Linked DNA regions of Danio rerio: all the other regions are linked to region 1. A link is a contact called in public HiCAR-type data. All regions are on one chromosome and are shown on one strand. Each heading gives the region's core, a stretch centred on a gene start, on an enhancer-like site or on the middle of the called end of the contact. The rest is flanking DNA. Distances are from core to core; before and after follow the strand shown.

Region 1 (4,229 bases), core at 983-3,482:
ACCTTCAAACAGTGGAATCCTGACCTAACATTATGCAAGGGTTGACTTTGCCCCTCCAGCTCACAGCACCCATCCAGATGATTAAGTAATGTGCAGGGTGTACCTCATCTTAACTATCTAAAAAGCGCAAGTATAAATAATATTTAGTGAAAAAAAAAAAAAAAATCACTTGCAATAATTGTATTGGAATTCAAATTCCAGCAGAATATAAGAAACCCTCCCTCTGCTGGTCAGCCTTTAAAAACTGCAGTCAGGCGAGAGGAGGGAGATGTGTGGTTGTGCCGATCATCACTCTAGATGTTAAACTACGCCAGAGACATTCTGTTCCTGAGCCTCAACCCATGCAGAGCACACATTCATCCCAAATAGGAGAGCGCACTGATGTGGGAGGAGGGTAGCGGGCGAGAACTTTAAACAAATAAATAATGCGATGTCTCCAGCCCACAGGAATTCTACTCTGGCATAGCGGCACGTTCTGTAATAGTCTATCTATCCCAGATGTGTCTGCATTGTCCAGACCACTATTGCCCAAGAGGATCCACCTCAGACAGAAACACCGACACAAACACCTGATGGAGTCGCGAATCATTAGAGATGATGACGTTATTGTCATATTGACGAGATGATGTTATTAGGGTGGAGATGAAGATTTCTCTCACATGCTACACTATGGATTCAATACATCATCAAACTTCGCATTTCCATAGACATGTTTTCAATTTGAATTAAAAAGTTATTTAAGCAAAAAGGGTACCAATTCTAACTTAGACAATATTTCACACTGGAATTCAGAGAGGTGGAAATGTAACATTTTATAAAATAACAAAATGAATCAGATCTGTTTGACCATATACTGTTGTTTACTTTTTAGGATGGGGGTCCCTCACATGACGATGAACCGATTATTAATTATTATGAAGATCACCATCTAAAGGTCATCTAAATTATGCTAAGAGCCATAAGAAAAACATCTCAAAACACCCTCCTAAAGTTATTTAACAGTTTCGAGAGAATCACTGCTCCTGGTTTATGTCAACGAATAGAAACTCTGACTGCTCAGGAAATTGCCAAAACTGAAAGAAAATACTTCCACATGCAGCAATTTGCATCAATATCCGAAATGCAAACTTCCAACACAGTCCGCAAAGTGTAGGTTCCTTGAGAAGTCATCTGTATGAGTTTGTTCTGACTAACTTAATGGTGACAAAAACAAATACTAGCCATCTTTACCAGTCTCTCGGGACTCACAAGGGAGAGTATATGTGTGCGTCTATAGGATGGGGGGAGCCCAGGGGTCATCAGCTTACGTCTGGGGCACTTGCTGGTACCTCACAAGCTGGGAGGAATGTTGGAGAGTGACAAAACAGATGGGTTCCCTCTGCTTCTCGGTTTTAGAGACATCAGGACTTCAACACCCCCCCCAATACTATTGCACAAAAGCCACACACATATCTATCCAAATAAAAACACCCTGCCTGTGGGTGGGAGATTAATAAAAATGACATGTTGTGATGTACACCAATTATGACGGCATCATCTCAATTTTTTCAAAGCATGACTGGATTTAAATAGGAAGAGGGAGGAAACTATCCAGACATGCTACTTTAACCAGCTGAGTGATTTCACTGACTCTGGAACACGTGCAAGTTCACACCTCATCAACCCAGAAGTAAGTAAACAATACAATCTTTTATGGTCCTGTTTGATTAGTTTAACGTGCACTTGAATTCAAAACAACATCGCAGGTTATGGGAATAAAAAGTCTCACTTGTAAACAGTTTACCACAGGGTAGTGCAAAAGCATTTTAAATGAAATAAAACGCTAATGGACTTACTAAGCTCGTTTTAAGAATATAAATCCCCTAAATGTGTGAGGTATGTCAACAAAAACACCAGAAAAAATCCGACTTGTGTTCCCACAAACAATCCGAGTGAGGTCGCGCGTGACAGCGACTGCGCGCTCGTTCACACAGAAGCACGCGCAAAATAAACACACTCAAACTTACGACACAGCCACAAATATACAAGCATCATCATCATAACACACCCTTCTGCGCTCGTGCCTTCAAAAAATACTGAAATTATTGAACTAAAATTTACATAACAAGCTCAATGAATCCCACCATCAAACATTCAATGTGCTCACAGTCAGGAATTGAAAATTACCTGACAAAAGGAATGCCGTGAGATTGTAACAAACCGAGTGGAATGAGAATATTAATTTACTTCAGTTATCCCAATCACGCAGAGCACAACGTGTTGGTGATTGTTGCCTCGTGATTGACTGTCAATCAAACCAATTATCAAATGACCTGGGGAGACTGTTTTGCTTGCTTTTAAATAAATAAATAAAAAACACTTTTCTTTGTGAATGAATTATAGGCAATTGGTTATGTGCGCCTTTAAATGTAGCCAAATAAAATAGCACTGTAAAAGCCATTTATAGGCTATTGATCAAATACCGGTTCGACCAGCTGAAGTTTGGATCGGATCAAGTAAGGTCTCCCCCAGACCTGCATTCAGCCTTGTATGCACCCTCGGTGACGTCATCGAGGACTGGAAGTGCATATGAGGCTGAGCGCAGATCTGCATGCAGACTACTGAACTGATGCGGTGTGGCACCTTAAGGAGTCGCTCGCGCTTCAGAAGATAGGCTACACCAGCGCTATAAACGTGAACGAGGAATGCACTCAACACTCACACACATTCAAACTAGCAATTACGGCTTATCGGATACACACACATACGGTCCACTATCCTGGAATTCTGCCAATGGATCCGATCAGAACCGCCAACAGCTGCTTATGAGAATAAGGCTATCTTTTATTAAAACCCAGCAAACACTGCCAATCAAAATTACTGACAGAAAAAAGCATAAAACCCGCGAATATTTAGACCGATCTACACACTTAAAACGGTTTACATTAAAGCACCAGAAATTAAATTAATTAAGCTTACCAGAGTTTATTATAACACAATTAAAACGCAAGACAATGGCTTAATAACTTTAGTTAGTTTTTTTTTCTGCCACGACAGTATACAACAATGTCCTCTGGATTTGCTACTTGAAATAGTTACACAACACATTTTATCTCTTTACACTGGCCGACAAAAGAACATTGAAACTATCTGGCTGGACTCCAGATCCGAGGTTTGCCTATTAGACACATTACAAGTGCGGCGTTAAACAGCGCGGAGCTCCGCTACTCACCAATAACGTGTCCGATCAGCATTAGTAAATCACTATCTAGGAAAAGATGAAGCTGTAATAATCCAAGAGATGCGATCGCGCGTTTATCCGTAAAGAGATCCCGTTGTGTTCGTGCGGCTATTGTGCGCTCGGCGGACTGGAGCGGCAGCTGAAGCTGTTCCTCTTGTCTGAAGCAGACGCGGAGCAGCGCAGTCTTTTCGTCAGTGGAAAACTCCCTCCTGGCGTGTGACGCAGGCGGTGACACTGAGCCCACGCGCCGCTTCCTGCCTTCCGCGCGGGGCGACACTCCTCCTGGCGCACACAGAGAACGAGAGAGAGACCGGAACAACAGCGCGAGTTATGGGAAACTGTAAATCTTTCATTGCCTTCAAAACATTTACTATGGTAACCACAGTGGCTGGCAAAATATTGGAGTATACACACTGAAATCATGATCAATTGTGCTTTCTTAAAACATTTTAAGATAACCAGAATCTATTTTGCTTTAAAGTAGCTTTCTATATATATATATATATATATATATATATATATATATATATATATATATATATATATATATATATATATATATATATATATATATATACACATATATATATTTTTTTTTTCTGCGACGTTTATGTTAAAATGTATATAATCAATATAAAAGTGTCAATCACATAATCAAAAAAAAAAATATATATATATATATATATATATATATATATATATATATATATATATGTATGTGTATATATTTTTTTTTTCTGCGACGTTTATGTTAAAATGTATATAATCAATATAAAAGTGTCAATCACATAATCAAAATTAATATTATTACTAAATAATGATAATAAATAATTATAATAAATAATTATATATGGACAAATAACTCAAAATATTACAAAATGTTATATGTGAACTATATTTAAAAAGTATTTTAAAATTATATAGGACTGTAAAATGTAATGATGTTATATATGTAAAGTAATGTGTTGTACATTAATACAGTAATTTGTATTAATGGTATTTATAGTTG
Region 2 (4,229 bases), core at 1,261-3,760, 240 kb after region 1:
AAATTCTTATGTTTAGAAATGTGTTGAAAAAATCTTCCCTCCGTTAAACAGAAATTCGGGAACAAAATAAGCAGGGGGGCTAATAATTATGTAATGCATTAAAAATACAATGTTAAATAGAATGCATAAATGAAGAAGCTATAAATAACCTGTAATGTTTTGAATGGCTGTAGTTATTCTCCAGTTGTTCTTTGGGGTGGTTAAGGTGCTATGTATCACTAAAAGTGTTTCTTTGGCTTGTAATCTTAGGGGAACCAATTTAAGTGCTACTTAACCCCATTTCATAGTGTATAACTACCCCAAAGAACAACTGGGGAACTATTATAGGTTCTTGATAGGTTACATATAGCACTTAAATTGCTCATCCTATGATTACGAACCAAAGAACTAAATAATAAACTAAAAACACAAATATAGCAAGTCTAAATAATAACATATTGGTACAATAAACAAATGATACTATTAAATTTTAAAAAAAGTAATTCTGTATTACAGTTTTTCTCAGTTGCATTGGTGCATATCTCACAACACTATTTACATTTACACAACAGTTAATGCACTTCTCTAAACAATTAGAACAAACTGCAAAATCTAGTTGATAACCTGCAAAAGTGTGTCACTTGCTCAAAATGGATAGCTCATTCCTCAAAAGCAAGTATTGATGCCAATGAAAGCGTCAGTGTCAACAAGATGAAAACTCCTGACACCATTGTTTATAGACAAGAAATTCAAATGGATTTGTCATGTTTTCATTATGTCAGTTTATTCTGTACATGTTTTCCAATTCAAAACAGTCAGATTTTGGTGACACTTCCTGAAAATGCTCAAGACAGAACTATCTGCACAGCCATTTAAAAACTACATTAAAGTTAGACATTAATGCATTTAGTGAGGTATGAGTACAAGACACTAAATATGTATGTTTCACATTTTTATTGCATTTGCTCTTTGCAATTCTAATTTAGTCACAACATTGTGCAAAAGAATAAATACACACTTATTTACAACAAACATAAACTTAATTTGGGTGGAGCTGTGCACAACTGTAAACAATATTGACGTACATATTGAAACCTACCACATACCTAAAACATACATAGGTCTGTTAATCATTCCTGAAATTGTTTAATTTAGAAGACATTTTTAGGGGAAAAAAAAAGATTTACATTTTTAAAAATAAAATTAGCTTGACTGATTTTGACTAGTTCAACATTTTTGTATGCAATGACTCGAGTAATGAAATGAGGACTATTAGTTTAATATGGAGTGACTATTAAGAATTTACAAGTTTAGTTAAATTTGACTGATATGACATAAGCAATTTATGATGTTATAAAACAGCAGAGAGTGCAAAAGCATTTGCAATTTGTTGGACGGAATGAGAAACTGTTACTATGATGAGCACAAATTATTAATTGTTTTGAAAAATGCATGAACTATTGTGCAAATGTAAATAGTGTTGTGAGAAATGCACCAAAGCCACTGAAAAAAAACTGTAATTTATAATTCCTAATATGGCTAAAATGATTCTATAAAAATTCAATATAAAAATACAAAAGCAACAGCTTTAACAGTTGTTAAACACATATCAACTAAAAGGTGATATCATTTTTCTGACAAACTACATTAATACATGTTTTTATGCTTGGATTATTGTATAAATACATAGGTCTGTGTGCATAAATGCACGATTTAATAACAAAAGGGCAGCTGGTGTTACACGTGTGATCTCTAATCACCATCATCATCATCATTATAAGCTGTTAACCCCATACTAGCTAAAAGGTGTTTATATTGTGTACCATACTTCTAACAATTAATAATAACACATGTATATTCCAGAAAACAAATACTTTTTTCTATAGTCAGATTATCACAAGCATACAGTACATACATACATTCACATAGGTCTGTGTGCATAAAGGCATAATTTATTAAACAAAAGTGTAGCTGGTGTTACACATGTGATCTCTCATCATCATTATCATCACCATTATCATCATCTGATAATGAATCAGCATTATGTCTCCACCAAGGATTACTTTTATCACATGAACGCCTCATTTAATGATGCAATGGTTAAGTCATTGTCTATTGTAGTGACTAGCATCATCCCCCATGTGACTGCACCACCTGAATATTAAAAAGAAATATACCACTTTATTACAACGCTGACCTCACACTAGTAACAACAGCTAAAGCTTGTGTCATTATCTTAATCATCAGCATTATTATCACCATCACTAGAATAGAAACGCACAGCACGTACTCATTGTTCTGTTTGACAAATTCATAGTTGTCATCATCAAGCTCTGCAGTTTCTCTAAATATCTGACTATCACAGGGGCCAAACAACACAGCATAATGTCCCCACACTGATCCGGAACTCAGTAGTACGTTATTTATTTTCATCAGTCGCTCGTTTTTTTCTGTGCCAGAGCTTGTGTGAGTCCATTCCTGGCACAGCTGAGGGCAAGAGCTGCGAGATCAGTGGAGAAATGAACCCACAGGAGCAGTGAGTCAGATCTGAGTCAAGCCCTGCTCTCCACACAGTCACGATGCCCATGATCATAGCAGATGTGCCAGCTGACCTTCTAAGGGTGCCATACAAGGACTGCTGAGCCATGATACTTGGCTTTTTCTTCACCTCTGATCCCTTCAAATGCATTTTATTTATGAATATAATAAATAAATATAAAATGTATGTATATATTCATTCATTCACATAATATATATTCATCGTGTATATACATTAATTTATTATATATACATTCAGTTATACATTCATTCATTCATATATATATATGTGTGTGTGTGTGTGTGCGTGTGTGTGTGTGTGTGTGTGTGTGTGTGTGTGTGTGTGTGTGTAATTTCTGTATGATTCAAATGGTTTCAATCATTTTTATGATCAAAATCGCTCAACATTGCCATGTGTATAGAAAATGCCATTTGTATAGAAATAATGCTGCTATGATATATGAAACAAAATCGGTAGTTGGCAAATATATTGTGTGCATATTTGTAAATATGATCCTGAAAGAGTCAGTCCCTTACCAGCCACAAACCTCACCATAGGTCACTGATATTTATTCTTTAATTTTCCTTGAGCTTAGTCTCTATTTTAGAGGGTGCCACAGCGGAATAAAAATATTAAACATAATATCTTATATAATGCGGGAAATATATATATATATATATATATACGTGTGTGTGTGTGTGTGTGTGTGTGTGTGTGTGTGTGTGTGTGTGTGTGTGTGTATACATACATACATACATACATACATACATACATACATATATATATATATATATATATATATATATATATATATATATATATATATATATATATACATACATATATATATTAAGTAAGTTAAAACATTTATACAGTGGAAAGGTTGAAAACTGTTGATTATTATTATTATTAATAATAATAATAATAATAATAAACAAAGATTTATAAGCTATAAGCATATTTTGGACATCTGCAAATTCTTACAGTATATACAGCACTTGCTGTATACCATAACTATGTATTATGACAACAACAAAAAAGAGCATACTAAAATATGTACAATTTCATTAATTCATTCATTCATTTTCTTGTCAGCTTAGTCCCTTTATTAATCCGGGGTCACCACAGCGGAATGAACTGCCAACTTATCCAGCAAGTTTTTACGCAGCAGATGCCCTTCCAGCCTCAACCCATCTCTGGGAACATCCACACACACATTCACACACACACTCATACACTACGGACGATTTAGCCTACCCAATTCACCTGTACCGCATGTTTTTGGACTGTGGGGGAAACCGGAGCACCCGGAGGAAACCCACACGAAGGCAGGGAGAACATGCAAACTCCATACAGAAACGTCAACTGAGCCGAGGTTCGAACCAGCAACCCAGTGACCTTCTTGCTGCGAGTCGACAGCACTACCTACTGCGCCACTGCCTCGCTGCATATGTACAATTTACTAATGAAAAATACTACATAACACATTTGATTTGCCCTCCAAGTGTGGGTTCAGAATATGAAAAAGGAAGAAAAGCTGTATGTTCTGGAACATAAAGTACCTGTAGTTGAAGGAACACCTAGTTATGTGCCTGAAGCAATTTTACTTTAGAACTACAACTATTGTACCAAAAACATCACTGACCACATGACAGAGAAAGAGAAAGAGGGGGGTGGGGAGGGCTCCAAAGGAAAAGTAGAGTAACACAAG
Region 3 (4,229 bases), core at 984-3,483, 220 kb after region 1:
GTATGTATGTATGTATGTATGTATGTATGTATGTATTTATATATATATATATATATATATATAATATAAAATATATCTTTTTTTCCCTCAAATTTCTGTCTAATGGAGGGAATAGTGTTTCAGCACATTTCTGAGCATAATAGTTTTAGAAACCTATTTCTAATAACTGATTTCTTTTATCTTTATCATGATGACATTAAATAATATCTTACTTGAACTAGGCAGGTTAGGGTAATTAGGCAAGTTATTGTATAACGATGGTTTGTTCTGTAGACTCGAAAAAAAAGCTTAAAGGGACTAATAATTTTGTCCAATATTTGGTTTTTAAAAAATGTAAAACTGATTTTATTCTAGCCGAAATAAAACAAATAGGACTTTTTCCAGAAGAAAAAGAAAAAGTTATCAGACACACTGTGAAAATTTCCTTGCACTGTTAAACATCATTTGGGAGATATTAAAAAAAAAGAAAAAAAATTCTGACTTCAACTGTATATATATATATATGTATATATATATATATATATTCACCATATAATTAAACTGTGTTTCTAGACATCTATATAGTCCCGTAACCTAGAAAGAGGTTATAAGATTATATATATATATATATATATATATATATATATATATATATATATATATATATATATATATTTTTTTTTTTTTTTTTTTTTTTTTTTTTTTTACAGAGAGATATAATCGCAGGTCTGTGGTTAAGTTGCATTCAGTGAATTATATTTTTCTACACTGAACTTCTATATGCGCAAAAAGTAACAATTTCACTTTTAAACATATGCTATTTCTAATAGTTATTGCTAGTCAAACATAGAACAGCCATCGCAGCAAAATGGAGGGATTTAAATGGACATATTGTGCATATGCGATTGAACATATTGTGCATATCAACAAGCAACATTTCTTCATTCTAAATAAGAGCTTTTTCTGTATTCTCTTGTGTTCCTTTGCTGAAAAATGCTGATAGTAAAAGCCCTTCATACAGTATATAGATGCTGTAGTATTGTCTGTGCTGCGGATGCTGTTGTGTGCTCCTCTGTCTGTCCCCTTTGACTCCGGCCATTAATCAAACTCCCTGCAGTCAAACCTGCATAATGCAAAGCAGAGCTGACGACATGTACAGCCCACAGGAGACAACAGAAAAAAAGCAGACCCATGTACAGCAACATCATCAATAATTATCATTTCAGTGACATGAATCTGTCATGGTGGGCTTTAATCCGTCATCTCCTGTCTGGCATTATGCACAAATTAAAAATGAGTTTTTTTATCTTACTATAAACCTCTTGAAGTCGATATGAAATGATGTTGGCCACCAATACTGTTTTTATATTGTAAAGTATTGTAAATTTAAACGAGCTATTTATTGAGGATTCTTTCACAAGCAGAACAAGTGATTAGGAACTCGATAAAAGATAAACATTTGTGCACAGACAGACCAGTAAAAAGGGCATTTTGATGTCATGTAGGCTTTGAATAATCAATTAAAACTAGAAGACAGCGTAAAACAGATCTGCTTTCTTACATCAATGTGAATCAGGTTATTGTCATTTGATTGTGTTTTGTTTTAAGGGGAATTTAGGCATAAATGATTGGGGAAGTCCTGTGTGCATTCGGTGAGTCTATCATTCTTACTGGAAGATCAGTAAGATAAAAGAAATCAGTTAATAAATATTAGTTATTAAAACTATTATGTTTTGGAAATGTGTTGAAAAGAAAAGCAGAAGTTCAGGGGAAAATATACAGGGGGTCTAATAATTTAGGATTGCTAATATATAAAACTAAAACTTTTGATGCAACAAACCCCTAAAATTTAAGCAAAGATCAATACTTTACAAAATATAAGTATTTAATCTATTTATTAAAAATATAATCTATTTATGTGTATAACAGGATTAATTTTGTAAAAAAAAAAAAAAATACAACAATAAATTGAAATAAACACACAAGCACACTGTCAGTTTAAAGATTTTGTTAAAGATTAAAGTTTTACCCAATATTGTATAAATATCTACAAAAATTTGACGTTATTTCCCTCCATACAGCATTGTAATTTGGCTCATAATAGAAGCGTGTACATTCAATGGCTGGTAATGATACTGTATGTGTTTGCAAGCACAAAAATAACAGTAAAGCAATGAAATGACTATTCAGGTCTTGATTGTAGGTTACTGTAACACCTCATCCAGACCACAGCTATCATTTGGCCAACTGACTCTCTCTCTCTCTCTTTCTCTCTCTCAACCCAAATATAGACTATGTACTGTGTTGCCACATGCCAATCCATCTATAAACGTCTTAAACTTTTCCCATTAATAATACAAGCTTACACACACAGACTGCATGGCATATACAGTAGCTATATTTGTTGAAAATAAAAATAAACAAATGCATAAACCCAAGTACTATTTAAATCTTTAAATCTAAATCGTATATACTTGTATATGTTATGCTACAGTTGAAATCAGAATTATTAAACACCCTTTCATTTTTTTTCTTTTTAAAATATTTCCTATGATGTTTAACAGAGCAAGGAAATGGGGTCCTAATAATTCTGACTTCAACTGTATATGCTATATGACTACAATCAGCTATTATATAACTATAAACCAGTCTGGAAAAACTCACATGCTGACTTGATGTTCTTCTGACTTGCTGTTCTTGTTCATGGATCAGTTGTTATTGTTACTCAACCATTAAATTTTAATTATTAACATTAAAACTGTAATGTATTTTACTTTTTAAGAGATCTCTGATGAATAGTAAAAAAAAGATAACAGCATTTACTTAAATTAAAATAATAAAAATAAAATATTTCAATAAAATAATTCCTAATTTTTGGTCTTGAATATCCTTGGTATCCTTGGTCTTGAGTCCTTGACTATCATAAGTAATATTATTATTAATGTTATTATTGAAATTATTATTATAAATAAAAAATGAATTACTTAATATGTTTTATTTCTAATAATAATAATAATAATAATAATAATAATAATAACAATAATAATAATAATAATAATAAAATTAATAATAAAATTAATAATAATAATAATAATAATAAAAACAATGGAACAAATAAATTTTTTATTAAAAAAAATGTATAAAAAAAATTACATTAATATTACCCAAACCTCTAACCAGGAGAGGTTTTTACAGTAAATCATAATGCTCTCGGATGGGGCAGAGAAGACACTGCCCCCTATAGGACGGCATTAGGAACAGGAGATGTTTATATGAGGCAAATGCCATTGAGGGAAGATAATCTCTCTCACACACACCTGATAACATCATGAAAATCTCCTCAGTCTGTCTCTAAAAGAAGTGCATATTTAAGATGTGGTAAAGATAAGCTCTGATATAAATGAAAGAACAATTGCAAATACTGAATATAAAGACACTGAGGGAACACAACGCTAGGCAATTTGAACTGAACATGGAAAGTCTAAGCTGTTTAAAGCATATTGTACACCAAACAGTTCCCACAATAATAAATACAACCAGCCGCAAACGCATAGTCAAAATCAGTGATAGAGCGAATAATGGAAGCCATTATTTTTATGAATTGTTTTTTTCAAACAATGCCTAACAACATTATATGGTTTAGCATGATTATCAGATCACAAAGACAATGTAAATGTGATGTAAACGTGTTATCAGATGTGCTTCATGTTTTACAACATGAGTTCCTTATAAAATCCTTTGAACACACAAACTGCAACATCTTTTGAAATAAGAATGATTTTGAACCAGGTTCCGCAGTGATTAACAGCTTTTCCTTTCAAAAGCAAATAAATAAATGTAAATATAAGTAAAAATTATTAGTATATACATTTTTGTAATAATATTATGCACATAATATTAACAATAATAAAAAATATAAAATAATAATAAAAATGATAATAATAATAATTATTATTATTATTATCATTATTATTATTATTATTATTATTATTATTATTATTATTATTAATTTTATTATTATCATTGTTGTTGTTGTTGTTGTTGTTGTTGTTGTTGTTGTTGTTGTTGTTGTTATTATTATTATTATTATTATTATTATTATTATTATTATAATGAACCTAACTTATCCAGCACATTTTCAAGCAGTGGATGCCCTTCCACCCACAACCCATCACTGGGAAACATCCATTCACACTCATACACTATGAACAATTTAGCTTACCTAATTCACCTGTACCACATGTCTTTGG

The links. HiCAR-type assays count read pairs that join an accessible place to other places.
Region 2: a HiCAR-type map of caudal fin shows a contact between it and region 1, with 16 times the contacts expected there. The contact joins the enhancer-like site here to the promoter of csrnp1b in region 1. A contact is called at or near these places in 10 of 18 Hi-C or Micro-C datasets (caudal fin, embryo, fibroblasts and 4 more) and 2 of 4 datasets of contacts at active chromatin or transcription factors (caudal fin and embryo).
Region 3: a contact with region 1 is called in a HiCAR-type map of caudal fin, with 5 times the contacts expected there. The contact joins the enhancer-like site here to the promoter of csrnp1b in region 1. A contact is called at or near these places in 5 of 18 Hi-C or Micro-C datasets (embryo, fibroblasts, fin fibroblasts and 1 more) and 3 of 4 datasets of contacts at active chromatin or transcription factors (caudal fin, embryo and gastrula embryo).

What each region holds. Positions count from the first base shown.
Region 1 is chr24:23,587,282-23,591,510 of GRCz12tu, forward strand. It overlaps csrnp1b (cysteine-serine-rich nuclear protein 1b), which reads right to left and starts at 2,233. Exons shown (of 6, transcript NM_199619.1): 1 at 2,167-2,233.
Region 2 is chr24:23,827,856-23,832,084 of GRCz12tu, forward strand. The region is part of intron 2 of LOC141380670 (a long non-coding RNA gene); the gene reads right to left. It also overlaps a transcript of LOC556668 not described here. Among named protein-coding and RNA genes, the nearest start is that of slc22a13b, 58 kb to the right of the region's middle. Within about 2 kb of position 2,511, at least 3 of the 62 cell types and tissues checked have an H3K27ac peak or open chromatin away from gene starts, as enhancers often do.
Region 3 is chr24:23,810,103-23,814,331 of GRCz12tu, forward strand. The region is part of intron 2 of LOC141380670 (a long non-coding RNA gene); the gene reads right to left. It also overlaps a transcript of LOC556668 not described here. Among named protein-coding and RNA genes, the nearest start is that of slc22a13b, 76 kb to the right of the region's middle. Within about 2 kb of position 2,234, at least 7 of the 62 cell types and tissues checked have an H3K27ac peak or open chromatin away from gene starts, as enhancers often do.